Linked DNA regions of Sus scrofa: regions 2 and 3 are each linked to region 1. The links are chromatin contacts, called in public Hi-C and HiChIP or PLAC-seq maps. All regions are on one chromosome and are shown on one strand. The core of a region is the stretch at or near the end of the contact, and the rest is flanking DNA. Distances in the headings are between cores, read along the strand shown. Region 1 overlaps LOC106508008 (a long non-coding RNA gene). Region 2 overlaps LPP (lipoma-preferred partner). Region 3 overlaps LPP (lipoma-preferred partner).

Region 1 (4,307 bases), core at 1,614-4,113:
GTGCAGCCCCCTTTTGAAAAGGCTGTGTTGGGGTTTTTAGAACCAGGAGAGATCCAGAGGGGCTGATTATTTTCCACAAGGGCTGGAGCTTAGGAAATATGCATAAGTGTCTGTCCCTGTGAAATCTGAATATTTTAATACTTATTGACAGATGGATTACTGCAGCCTCTGCAGAAAAGCCTGTCTTGTGAAGGATTTTTGAAAAATATACATGGGCCTAATCCTGTCACTGTTGTCGAAATGAACATTTTACCCCCCAAAGACTCATGATATCCTCAAGTGCAGATTTATTTCGCCAGAAGGCAGACTTTTTTTTTTTTTTTTTTTGGGTCTCCTTCCCCCTCATAATCAAAGAGTTTTAAAGGAATCCCACTGGATTCAAAATGACACCCCGATTTTGCCGATCTTCTTTGTGTATTTACGCGGGTGATAATTTTTCTATCGTTTTTGAGTAGTAAGAAATTTAGGGTTTCTCAAGTGTTATCTGTATGGTTTAGAATGTGAATTGTATGGCCCTGCCCTATTATTGATTCTACAGTGAGATTACTTTGGGGTCACTCTTCTTGTCAAAGTTGCCTTCCAGCCTCATTGGCTCCGCCGCCACTCTCCCCTCCCCTCCCCCCGCCCGACCGCCCGCCCGCCGCACACACAAAGCATGTCCCTCCCGCGTTCTCTTTGCCACTCCAGTCTTAGCCCCATGGGGGCGCTGCAGAGCAAAGGGAAATGTCCCTCTGGCAGTAGAACCAACCAGAGTGGGGGCTGGGAATGAATTCACCCTTCTTGAAGCTTAGTTCTCTTTAATTCTCTGCGGGGAGCCCTTGGAGGGAGACCCCACCAGGCCAGGTTTATAGATAATTAATCCCACCACCAGGGACCTCAGACTTTCTCAGCACATTATTTTTGGGGCGGGTGCCAGAGTCTCACATTTTTACTACTGTTGGGGGCGGGGGCATTTGTTTCTTTTGCCAAATTAAAGTGTTTACCTTGAAAGAAATTTATCAGAACAAGAGATAAGTTAAAAATTATGGAAAAGATGTTAACGCTACAGATTTACTATAGATATATCTCTTCTCTCTACTGAGTGAATGGTGAGGAAAATTGTGCACCCACTTTTCAATCTTGTTTCAATTCCTAGGCAAATAAGTAACTTTATCAAACTCTATATCGATTGAATATCTTCTAAAATGTCCTGTCTTTTCTCATTCTTGATCTCTCCCCATTTAGCCAGTTGGCTTCTCTATGTGGTCCGCGCTCACTCCAGCAGGATTAAAGAAAGGATTGACTTGAATATATTTAAATTCTTTTAAATCATCCTTAAGAAGCTCTATAGAGAGATTCCATTTCTGGGGTCTTAGGTGTGATTCCTGTGGACTTGGAGGAGCTATGTATCAACCAGTCCTGTGATTTAATGGTTACTGACTTTTAATACTCAAGAGTACAGGACCAGACCAGCCCCTTTGCCTGGTGGCCTGGGTGGTCTGGGCATAGTAAGAGGTTCTCAATCACCAGTTCTGAGTAAAGATAAGCTTTGTTACAAAATAAAATAGCTTGGCCCTAATATTACTTCTAGTTAAGAAGAGGAACAGATTTTTGCCTCCAGTTCCCCTCATGAAACCTTGCCCACAGTTCAGTCATCTCTGAAAAGGAAACTATACTTGGAATAAACACTGTCATGGCCTATTTCTAAGGGGCTCCAAACCGGAAATGAGTTTCACCTGTCAGGAGCTTTTGGCACCTTGGTAGATCTTTAAACTTTCACATCACAGAATTATAGATTGTGGAACGGGAAGGATCCCTGCAGATCTATGACTCAACTCCTGGAGGCTTCCTTCTTTCAAGAGGACAGGACAGCCCTCACTGAGGCATGTGGGACCCCAGGACACAACTGAAAACAGATCTTTGTGGTGTAATGGTTTTGTGTCATTTTAGAGAATCAGGGTGATCTGACTACCTGGATTTGGAGGTGAGTATCTTGTTTTCTGGCAGAACTGAGGAAAGGAAGGCTGCTTTGGGCTCTGTGTAAATCGTAAGCCAGTTCTCGGAACAAACTTCAAGTCCCGATGAATATTGGGCTTGGAGGGTCATTTGGGACTTGGTTATGCTTGTCACCCCTGCTACAGCACTCAACACTATTTGTGAAGGATAAGGGAGATCTTATTTATCCATTCGTTTTATTTCAAATCTTTTACTTAGAGCTATTGTAAGCGAGCTCCCTATATTATCTTTAGAGAAAGAAAGAAATTTTCTTGGTATGATTTAGAGAAATTGAGCAGAAACTTTTGAGACATTAAAAAAAATAAGGAAGATGATTTCCAGCCACTACCTTCAGAAAAAGAAGTGTCAACGTTTAATTTTGATCCATATGCTGCCTGCTTTCAGCCTGTATTAATTCTGAGCCTTTTTTTTTCTTTAGAAACCTTTTCAGCCTAGCTCAGAGTTTTCCCCCAAAACACTGATTTTTTTTTCCTACACTTTTCTCACTTATTTAAAATGGAAATAAATATCAGGAGCTTAAAATAGAGAAGCGATGGGGGTGCATAATCATTTGTTTATTGCCTTCAATCACTGTTTTGAATAACAGGGTTTTCACTTCCTATGAAACCTTAGCATGAGGGAAAGCAGCAGCTGGACCAGGAGGGAGATGCAGGGAGGAAAGCACTTGAGTGTTTGTCAACTCAGGGTGTCTGGCCCACCCTCCCGCCAGGCTGCCTTACTTAGCTGTCTTTACTACCTAAGGCTAGAAGTGGAAAAACTTGATTTGCGTGTTGTGCCTGCATTTTTTTTTTTTCCTTCTCCACACCGCCCTCTGTACACCTGACCATGCCAAAGCCTATCTGAAGCCGGCTTGACTGCAGGCAGAGCTGGAGAGCAGAAGAATGTGCAGAGGGAGGGAGTGCTCGGTACTTTTCCATTCACATCTCCACAGTGGCTTTTCTTGTTTATTTCAACCTCCACCCGCAGAACCCTTTCAGCTGCCTGAAATCCGAGTCATTAAACTGTTCCCTGAGGTCAGACCACAGATGCTTGGTGCATGTTTCCTACGTGTCCACGTCTATGTAACATATGTACATACAGAGAAATAGGCACAAACGTGTAACTCCATGGGGGCACAGTGTGAGGTAAAAGAAAAACAAAACAAAACATGGATTTCTTGCCAAAGAACCTTGGTTTCTAATTACGGTTCTGCCTGGAACTCCTTATGGGACATGGGGCGAAACCACGTGTCAGGACTCAGTTTCCTCAACAGTTTGAAGGAGTAACCCAGATGTTTTGTAGGCTGTCTCTCTATTCTAACTTTTATACTTTTATAGCTAAATACACATTTAGATAACTTTAAGGTGAGGGGGGCTGGAAAAGAGGCAAGTGTATATGTGTCCCTGAGGTGAGAGAAGGAGTTAAAATGTAAACTTCTAAGTAAAGAAGGCACTCCCAGAATCCTCACCTCTATCAATTTTTAACCAATTGTGGACCAAAGTCTGGGATTCTGCTGAGTAAGTCCAAAAGCCAACTGAAGATTTTCAATGTTAAGAGCTGGAGGAAGCCAATTCTAAGACGTTATACCTTTGATCTCCAGCATTTATAATCAGATGTGACAGTTCCCAAGCATCTTTTCTGCACTATGTTTTTTGTTTTTTTTTTCCTTCTTTTTCTGTTTGTTTTTGGAAATTGTCCCAGTCAGTGATAGGACTTGTAAGCTGGACACTCTTTAAGCCGCTAGGCTCCACATGGATGTAAAAAATATGTCATAATAGTCATAAACACACACACACACACACACACACACACACACACACGAAGAAAAAGGAGGGAAAAAAAAAAAAACCTAGAGAGAGATTCCTGGTGAGAAACTTAGAAGTACTTCAGCCGTCATCGCATTAAAGGTAATTATTTGAAGTCAGAGGAAATAACAGATGAGAAGTTTGCCCTTATTAAAATAAATAAATAAATAAATAAGCCTTGCTCTACCAGAACAAACTTGAAGGCAATGAAAGAGATATTTTCCATCAATACTTTGTATCCTTTTTAGATCTCCACTCTTTAAAAAGAAAGGTCTAAGGCCTGCTTATCTGGACAAAGAAAGTCCTTTAACAGACTTTGGCATCTGCAGGAAATAATAAAGTAACTCCTATTTATTAAACGCCAACCTCCCCACCAACTGTGCCCTTCCACTCAGACCTTCTGGAATATGGATGCCCACATACAAGAAGAGATGGAGCCAATTACATTCTCTAAGGGAAAACTATTGAGAGTTGTCATGTGCAACCCTGGGAGGGTCCTCAGCAATTTTCCAATCCAACATGACCGAT
Region 2 (4,488 bases), core at 1,016-3,515, 560 kb after region 1:
AAATGGACATCAATGGGAGATTACAGGGACCTGAGGGGAAATCTCTGACAGACAAGAATCAGCTTGAGGCAACACTCAGAGGCAGGTGAGTATCAGCCATGCCCAGTAAACTGGGCACGAATGATAGAGATGTATAATTGAGAGAAATCACCTGTTTTCTGGTGGGCCTCAGTCTCATCTGCAAAGCATAAGCTTTGGACAATTTGGTTCTCAAGAAACCTCAAGAACTCCAGTTGGAATACTATAAGATATCCTATTCCACAGCCAGATAAGCCATTCCGCTAAAGGCTGGCAGCTGATAGTGGCAGAGGAGCAGGACCCAGAACTTAAGTGTCCTGTTTCCTATTTCAGTGCTCTTCCTACCATTCCATAGAGAATTATGATATGATGAGTGGATGGAATGACCATTATTATTCTAGTCTTTAATGTATGAAATGGAATTTTGAAATTATCTAAGATGTAAAACATATATGTAACCATCATACATACATGTTGACTCTTCCACCAGAGAGGTCCAGCTTCTATAAAATGCTGCTTTCTTCCATTTTGTCCATGTGGGCTTTGCTTTCTTGCCTGAAGGACTGGCATATTTCCCTCCTCCTAGGAAAGCCTTCTTTCTTTACCCCTTGGCTTGGAAGCATTGCACTTTGTTTTATAATTAAACTTTATTTTGTATTGCCATCTTTTTTCTTTCTTTCTTTTTTTTTTTTTTTAATTTTAAGGTTGTACCTGCTGCATATGGGAGTTCCCAGGCTAGGGGTTGAATCAGAGCTGTAGCTGGTGGCCTACACCATAGCAACAGCAACGTGAGATCCGAGCTGCCTCTACAACCTACACTGTAGCTCACAGCAACACCAGATCCCTGACCCACTGAACGAGGCCAGGGATCGAACCCGCATCCTTGTGGATACTAGTCTGATTCTTTTCTGCTGTGCCACAATAGGAACTCCTGTATTGCCATCTTTTTATGTTTCCTTTTATCCACCTCCCCCAACATACACATATTATAGGGGTTCTGAATCTAAAGACAACTTTATTCTGCTTCTCTGAATTCCCTTTAGCTCCTGGCACAGTGCCCTCGATATTGTGCTCAATAAAGAAGCACACAACTGTGTTCTTCAACGGTTTTCCCTCTGTTTGTTCCTTGTTTTTAAGATGGATATGACACTTAGAGGCTTATAGAATTTCAGAACTGGAAAGGAACTTAAAAACTCTGTATAGTTGAGCCCCTTCCAGGGAAGAAATAGCTTACCTGACTTTATCTGCCCAATTAGTGGCCTGAGAACAGTGTCCCCATCTGACTAAGCAGCAGAGGGCTGGTTGGACCTGAACTCTTGCTCACTGCTCGGCAAGCCTTGGCCAGGTTCCTTCTTTCTATGAAGAACGTTAGTAATAAAGGTGGTACCCAGGATGCTGCTGCCATGTGAGGCAGATGGAAACAAGCAGATGTTTAATGGGTATCTGCTATGATATACCATGTGATGGGCACTTCCACATAATTTAGCTTGGTCAGTCATCATAAGCTAGGATTCCCACTCCTACAAGGGAGATAGGTTGTAAACAGGACATTTAGCTAAAACCCTTCCCTTTATCCTCTGAAGAGTGCCTGGTAGTGGATTGGTGCTTGCCTCCTGAATGTGGGCAGAGGGTCTGCAGAGTGGTATTTCCTGTTCTAAGAGTAACTTATGGGGAAGACAGATGAAAGCCAGCTGAGGTTGTGGTCACAATTGTGTTGGCAGGACCTGTGTACTCCCAGTGTAAGAGAGGACTTGATTCTTCCCCTCTCCTCCATATGTGCATCTCCGAGTCTTTGGAGAGCTTCGACTTGAGCGTCTCACAGTTGGGGGTTGGTAGTATTGGCCTGTACTTGCTCTCGTTACACCTTACTCCCTTCTCTCCCCTACCCTACAGCCCCAACTGAGTCTGTTTTTCTCACGCCTATTCATTCTCCTCACTCTGCCTCCTTCTCCTGAGTTAACCCTGGATGGCCTCAGGTCCTGATGTCTCTTCAGTGGCAACGTCCTCTGTACTGGACTGTGAAAACCCTGGCATGGAAGATGATACACAAATCTGTTAAATACATAGTAAAAATAGCTTGTGATCTATGGGACTCGGTATTAAGCAAGATGATATTAACGAGGTTTGAGTGCTGTTCTGAAATGTGGCAGCTGCGCACGCATCTTGGCTGCTTTCCTCCCTACCTCTGGCAGCTTGCGAGCAGTGTTGCCATGACACTCCTTGGGCTCTGTTTAGATCAGCTATTTTCTGAAGGAGTCCCTGACCTTCCCCACAATAGAAACCGTTGATGTGGTCATGCCAGTGCCTCTCCAGAAGCTGTGTGACTGGTGGGCCCCCAGGTTGTGACTTGGAAATTGCTGGAAGCTATTGGTGAGGACACAGACATTGAACATTTAGGAAGCAAGAAAGACTTTTAAATATCCTCTAGTCTCCTTCGTTGAGTGAGCATACTGAGGCCCATTGAATAGAAGTGACTTGCTCAAGGTCGTAGCATGAAGTAGGGACAAGGCTGGGACAGGAACTCAGGTCTCCTGAATCCCAATCTACTCTTCCCCTGCCTAAGGGTCCTTTTCAGCCCAGGTGGCAGTGGATGGAGATGAGCCAGGTCTAGGGACATCATTGTCCCTAGGAATGGGTAGAGGAAGTGAAGAGAGAAAAGGGAGCTCTGTGCAGAGGGAGAAAATGGCTGGGGGGTGTGTGGTTATGGATAGTGCAGGGGTGATAGAGACTAGAGTAAATGCCTGAGGTGCCACTCAGCAAAGCCCATCTAAAGAGGTTCTTTCCTAGCAGATTCCATAGACTGGTACATTGAGAAGTAGATGCTTACAGTGGCAGGGGGATAATAAATTCATGTTCTCCATTGCTCGGAACGCCTTCCTGACCTCATGTAAGACTGCTCATAAAACTTCCATTAAGAGCCATTCTTCTTTTTGGGGTGTTTTATTATATAGTACTAATTATTGTTCAGGGAGTTCATGAATGAAATGGTGTCTCCTCCATAAGATCATGGGGGTCCTAGAGATAGGACTTGTGACTTAGATGGACCTTCCTCTCTTTTTCCTCCCTTCCTTTCTCCCTCCTCCCACTGCCCCCTTCAATCATGGCACCTGGAAGAGACCTAAATCATATGTGTTGCACATCCAGTAAATTTTTGTTGAGTTGAACTTAGTGGAATTCAGATGACTTCTTAACTAACATTTTTATTAATTATGGTGAAAATTGGCAAATAATGATCTGGGGGAGGAGTGTTCTCAGCAACGTGGATTCTGTACAGTTTCTTGTACACTCTTGGTTAGCCTTAATGAAACCCAGTATACTGTCCAGTATTATCCTTATTTTACACTGAAGAAACAAAAGTGAAGTGACCTGTTTCAGTTCATTTCAAGTAGTAAATAAATGGTGGAGATTTGATTTGCATTTAGATCTTCTGTCTTCAAATGTTATGATGTTACTTCTACCCTTCCCCAATACTTATGGAAGGGGGGCTATCCCATAGACAGGGGTTTACCCTTCTATCAAGGAGTCTCCAACCTTTTAGGGTTGTAACCTACCCCCTTAAGAGTTTGGAAATTAAATATGAGGCCTCAGATTCAAACAGTGATTGATTATAATGCTTTGCATATCCTTAGGCTGATTTTTGTTTTCCTAGTAAGCCAAGGGAAAAAAAGAGTGTTTCTATATTCTTCAATTTGCTTAGTTTGAAGTAAATTTAGAAATAGTGTGCAAGACACTTTTAACTTTTAATAAATTTGGGTGCATCCAGACTATGGGGAAAAAAGGCCTTCTGCCCTACATGAATTGACTAATTTAGCTAAGAACAGAATTAGACCACTTTTTTTGGTTGCAAATGAAGGATGCAAGAATTCTTTGAACCTGTAGCTAAAGCCTAGGCTTTGGTTGATATTGATGTTTTGTAGGTTTTTTCTTTAATATTTACCACATTCATTAGGTGATATCCAGTATGCTTTCCTAATTTGTATAGGATTTGGATGCATTTGATTGAAAACATTCTGCATCCTTTGTGAAATACCATATATGTGGAATAGTTTTCCTTTGTTATGTATGTGCTTCAGAAGAACACTATTGTCTAATTTAAATTTCAGTACAGAGGCAAAGCTTATCTGTAGTGAGTAATATCTTGATATATATAGATCTCCTGTTTCTTTTTTGTGTCTAACTTTCCAGGTGTTTCAGGAGGAGAATGAGTTGAATAATAATGGTATAATGTCCAGAGAGAAGGCGGAATACATGCAACAAATATGCTTGTGGATCTATTTCTGTAGTGTGTGTGTGTGTGTGTGTGTGTGTGTGTGTGTGTATGTGAATTAGCTCATAGTCTTTTTTATAAAATTGTCTATACTTTGAAAGTACATAGTAACTTTTGAATTACCAGAGAAAATTGAAATCAAAACTTGGATGTTCAGTGGGGTGAATATCTTATCTTTTATTTTAGAGCTGTAGGTAAAATCA
Region 3 (4,709 bases), core at 1,503-4,002, 580 kb after region 1:
TTGTGTGTGTGTGTGTGTGTGTGTGTGTGTGTGTGTGTGTGTGTGTGAGTGACTGTTTTCTGTTTTCTCCTGTCCCTCCTCCCCCTTCTTCTTCTTTTGAGATGGTATTAAAATCACTTTTGTCTTTTGCCCTTAAAAATAGATCTAGGTGAGGTTAGGCAAGAGAGTATTTCCTGGAATATATTATATGCTGGGCAGTAGATCTGGGTATTTTAATGTCTCTCCTGTAGAAGAATGTCATTGTAATTTGGGATGCCACCAGCAACCCTGTGGTATTTGGTGAGTATGTTTCAGTACTGTGGCTACTCTATATCAACTCTCTGCCAAGTCAAGGTGCTTTTAAATTTACAGTCACTTTTAGCAAGTGACCTATGACCTTGTGAGGCACCATAATGTGCATGTTGTTGGTTAAACACTACATGGCGTGGTTGCAAAATAACGAGACAGAAACACCCTGGAACATGTAGATGCAAGTAGTAAAGTCATCAGAGCATTGCTTCTTGTGGGGCTGCCATTTTGGCACAGGGAGCAGCACTTCTTCCTAAGCACTTGTTCCTAAGTTGCTTCCCCTGCTCAAAGCATCTTTGGAATCATCTTCAGAGATTGTGATGAGCCATCTTAAAAAGTCATAGAACTATGAGATGTGAGATCATGAAAATACTTACCTCATTCTGAATGTGAGAAAACTGAGGTCCAGAGACAAAGTCTGCTGTGTGTAGCAGAGTCTTTCCCTTCGTGGGAGAGGCATCAGTTCTCAATTACTTCATTAGCTCTCTATGCCCTATATTTTCTCATTCTTTATCTGCTTTTATAAGCTTGTGATTTAATTAGAAAGAAAAAAAAAGAGAGAAACAATCGAAGGGGTGGAAGGAAGTTCCTCTTAGCATTGCTTGACATCAGAGCTTATCTGTAGTGCAGGGAAAACCCAGCCTTTGTGGGATGAGGCTTCTTTTGTACTTATAAGACAGTCTCAAGAAACAGAAGTCACTTTGTCAAAGTTTTTAGTTGGTTATTGTTACATCTATTATAAAATCTGGTGTGAATAAAGATAAATTTAAAATACATGTTCCTGATTGAACTGTAGACCTTATCTTTCAGAAATAGGATACTGTCAGGGGCAAAGCTACATCCCTGCCAACATTCCTTCCTAAATGTGCTCCATAGGATACTTGCTCCACACGTGGTCCGTTCAGGTTGGGAATCAGTTGCTTTTTTAGCAATCTCCATTTTGGAGACCCTTCATGCACCCTTAGCATGATTAACTCTGAGAAGATTTATAGGTAAAAGCAATAACCACACCGTTCAGGTTTTCTCAAATTTATTTTATCACAGAACCATTTTGTGGCTGATTTCCCAGACCCACGTTCTGTCGAACATTCTTTGGATAGCATGACTTTATTGCTAAAATTCTCAAGGTTCACATCAGTGATCTTGTAATAATCTTGTGTGAAATATGAAGTTATTTGAGCTAAGCTATAGATCTTCACCTGCCCTCCCTCTCCATAGGAGAAATTACAGGTTTATTTCAGGATCAAACACTTTTCAAATGAAATGTTGCTAGGAGGAAAAAAAAAAAGCAACCCTTTTAGAGCCTAATAATTGCAGAAAGAAGACAGTGTTATACCAGCCAAACTCAATTTTGTGAATTAGGGCTTTAGCTTGGAGAGTTGTTCCTGAAAATAGCTTGTTTTTAAGCAAAACTTTGTTGGCTTTTGGTGGTGGACTTTTTCACCATCAAAAGCATGAATATGGGTGATTTTAAATGACGTGTTTCTTGCATTCAAAACCAGGGATTATGGAGTAAACAACACTTTCTTTAACTTTTCTGAAACAGTTGGCTTGACCATCATGGCATTTTTTTTTTTTTTTTGTCCTGTTTATTTGGGATATTTCCTTTTGTTTTTTTGTTTTTGTTTTTGTTTTTGTTTTTTGGAGTGCTGGAATGGCCTTTGTCAACCTTGTCCAAGCCTGCACTTGACAGATGAGGAAATAGAGGCCCAGGAGGCTTTGGTGACTCTTTACTAGTTGGTGACCAACTAGAGCTAAAATCAAGAACTTTCACTTCCTTACTAAAGCTTTTCTTGATTAGATAGTAGGTAGATAGATAGATACATGTAACACAGATGATAGTTGGATGCCCATAATTAGAAATTCTTTTACTTTTACTCACGAGGTAAGAAACCCTCCATAGTCCCTTAACCAAGTTCTTTTTTAAAAGAACTTCACTCACCTCAGGCCAGTTCTTTGATATTATTCACTTGAGAAATTAATTCACTTTGATGGGAAGAGATAATTGTGAAAGAGAGGATCATGCTGCCCATCTTGATGTCTTATTTCAAGCTGAGAGATTCATACAGCAAGACGATGTTAAATTTTTCGACCTAAGAAGAACTGGCTCATCATCAATAGCTGGAACACTCTGGCTTAGTTATACATCATTGTGTGGTTATTTCTCTCCTCTTTCCCTCCTCCTTTCTCCTAGTTTTGGCCTTTCTTTATGCATTGCCCCTGTCTTCAGCAGAAGGGCTATCTTGCTTCAAAGACAGGAAGAAAGCTCAGATCCAAGGAAGACATTCCTTCTGCTAGGTTTCTCCCAGCTGTAGCAAAAGCAAAGTAAAATTTGATGCCTTTGAGTTTGTTCCTTTAGGTAGAAGGATTTGACAATTAGGAAATTCCCCAATAAAAAGCTGCTATGGGAATCTGTAGTCTGGGGCTAGCGGTAACTGTGGTGTAGTATCATGTGAAAGGCAAGGCCATTAAACTCAATAGTGGAAAATATGAGTTCTGGGCTGCACTTCTCTCCTACCTAGCTATGGGATCCCGGGAAAACCAAAAAACCTCTCCAAGCTTCATTTGACCCAGTCTTCTCATCAGAACCTGGGGAATCATGATTCTTGGAGTTGTGTTGATTAAATGAAATAATGGATATGGAAGGCTTTATAAACTATAAATCACCCTATAAATGTGTCAGCATATTATTGCAATCAAGTAAGCAATAATAATAGCAAATACATCCACACTGCTGCCTTTGAGCCAGGTACTGTTTTAAGCCTTGACGTCTATTAGTTCACAGTTCTGACCAACTCTGTGTGTTAGTGAACAGCACCTGGCATCATAAATCACCAAGCCTGGCTGCTTACCTGGATCAGCTGCTGATTTACCAATGGTTGTGGGCACATTTCTCCCTTCCCTGGACCTCAGTTATACTCTTTGTAAAAGAAACACTTGGACTCTGTTGAACGTAAGGGCCCTTCTATTCTGGCATTTGAGATTCTGTTTGGTAGGTTTTTTTGCCCCTCATAGGCCCAGGCATAGATCAGTAATCAGAGCTCACATTTAAACCGAGGGCTATCATCATCTTAACCATTTTACGAATGAGGACACATATAAGCACAGAGAGCTCAAGTAACTTTTCCAAGGCTGTGCAGCCAGTAAGGGTACATCAGAATGATGGCAGCTAGATTGGGAGAACTCTTCAGCAACCCCAGGTGTGTCATGTTTTCAGACTTCTCACCTAATCAGCTCCATGATTATCATTTAGCTCTTTAGGTTTTTGGTGCTTGTTGTCATTTAACTCCACAATTAGATTCCCAGTGTCTTGATTGCCGGTAGTGCTGGAATGTGTATTTCCAGTGTCTGATGCAGGGTTTGGCAAGTGGTATAGTGTCTCTTTGTGTGTGCACAATTTTTCTGCCCAAACTTAGATTCTTTGAATCCTTTGGGGAGGCCAGCCATTGGCATCTCTCAGAAGTGTGTTAAATGACCTTTTCACATAAAAAGTTGGTTAAAGTTGATGACTCCGGACAAGTCTCCACATGGGAGACATGTTTCAAGTGCGGCCCATTTGTTTTCTGCATGGCGTGCATGCTCCAACTTTTTCAGGGCTGCTTAACTTGAAGACTCTTTTCCAGAGTCTTCTGGGTGCTTCACCTTGTTTTGGCTTTGCTGTTATTTAATTTTTCTGAAGATCTGGTTTTCTTGGGCTCTGGAATACAACCCAAGATTTGTGGCTCAGTTGCATCTGGGAAAGAGTCACACCCATTGAAATTGGGAGAAAATTGACTTTTAGAGCCCAAAGAAATTGACACAAATCTTAGATCATAGACATTTTCTATCTCAGACTCTGCCTTCCTTCTTTGTGTGGTGCCATTCCAAGGTGTCTTGGAGGGTTGCCTTTAACTCCTAATCCATTCGATGTACTTATTTTACCATTAACACATCATTCCAGTGAATAGTCTCTCTGATCTCCATAAGTGATCCACTCTCATTCATTTACATATGAACTATGTGATGTTATCTACCCATCATACACAATTGTGATACCAAAATGAACTAGACACAATCCCTGTTTATAAGGACCTAATACTTTGAAGGGGCAGGGGGTCATGATTTCAATCAGCAATTAGTTCTTGGTGCCCACCATGACCAAGCATCAGGCCCTTAACCAGAACTGTGGATACCAGTAGATACCAGCTCTCTTATCACAGTACTTCTGGTCTAGGAGTGACAAACCACTATATTCATAATTTCACAAATAATTATATAATTTTTATTGTGATAGGAGCCACAAAACAAAGGTGCAGAGTGTGGTGGGAGTATTAAACTTTTTTTTTTTTTTTTTCTGGCCTTGTTTGTGGGCAAGGTATGTTTTCCCAAAGAAGTGGACTGAGCCAGGGGAAAATGGACACAGGGGAGCAGGCATGGATGGA

The links. A called contact is a pair of places that touch in the nucleus more often than the background predicts. HiChIP or PLAC-seq counts read pairs in DNA pulled down with a chosen protein or histone mark.
Region 2: a contact with region 1 is called in a Hi-C map of fetal skeletal muscle, with 4 times the contacts expected there. The contact joins two enhancer-like sites. A contact is called at or near these places in 2 of 5 promoter capture datasets (fetal skeletal muscle and liver), 15 of 47 Hi-C or Micro-C datasets (blood, brain, embryonic fibroblasts and 9 more) and 2 of 2 datasets of contacts at active chromatin or transcription factors (alveolar macrophages and skeletal muscle).
Region 3: a contact with region 1 is called in an H3K27ac HiChIP or PLAC-seq map of skeletal muscle. The contact joins two enhancer-like sites. A contact is called at or near these places in 3 of 5 promoter capture datasets (fetal liver, fetal skeletal muscle and liver), 9 of 47 Hi-C or Micro-C datasets (blood, brain, embryonic fibroblasts and 6 more) and 2 of 2 datasets of contacts at active chromatin or transcription factors (alveolar macrophages and skeletal muscle).

Annotation. Positions count from the first base shown.
Region 1 is chr13:125,403,093-125,407,399 of Sscrofa11.1, forward strand. The region is part of intron 1 of LOC106508008 (a long non-coding RNA gene); the gene reads left to right. Among named protein-coding and RNA genes, the nearest start is that of BCL6, 15 kb to the left of the region's middle. Within about 2 kb of position 2,864, at least 33 of the 83 cell types and tissues checked have an H3K27ac peak or open chromatin away from gene starts, as enhancers often do. A contact at or near this core is called in fetal skeletal muscle and skeletal muscle, where this site is marked.
Region 2 is chr13:125,967,401-125,971,888 of Sscrofa11.1, forward strand. The region is part of intron 2 of LPP (lipoma-preferred partner); the gene reads left to right. Among named protein-coding and RNA genes, the nearest start is that of LPP, 190 kb to the left of the region's middle. Within about 2 kb of position 2,266, at least 11 of the 83 cell types and tissues checked have an H3K27ac peak or open chromatin away from gene starts, as enhancers often do. A contact at or near this core is called in fetal skeletal muscle, where this site is marked.
Region 3 is chr13:125,982,994-125,987,702 of Sscrofa11.1, forward strand. The region is part of intron 2 of LPP (lipoma-preferred partner); the gene reads left to right. Among named protein-coding and RNA genes, the nearest start is that of LPP, 200 kb to the left of the region's middle. Within about 2 kb of position 2,753, at least 1 of the 83 cell types and tissues checked has an H3K27ac peak or open chromatin away from gene starts, as enhancers often do. A contact at or near this core is called in skeletal muscle, where this site is marked.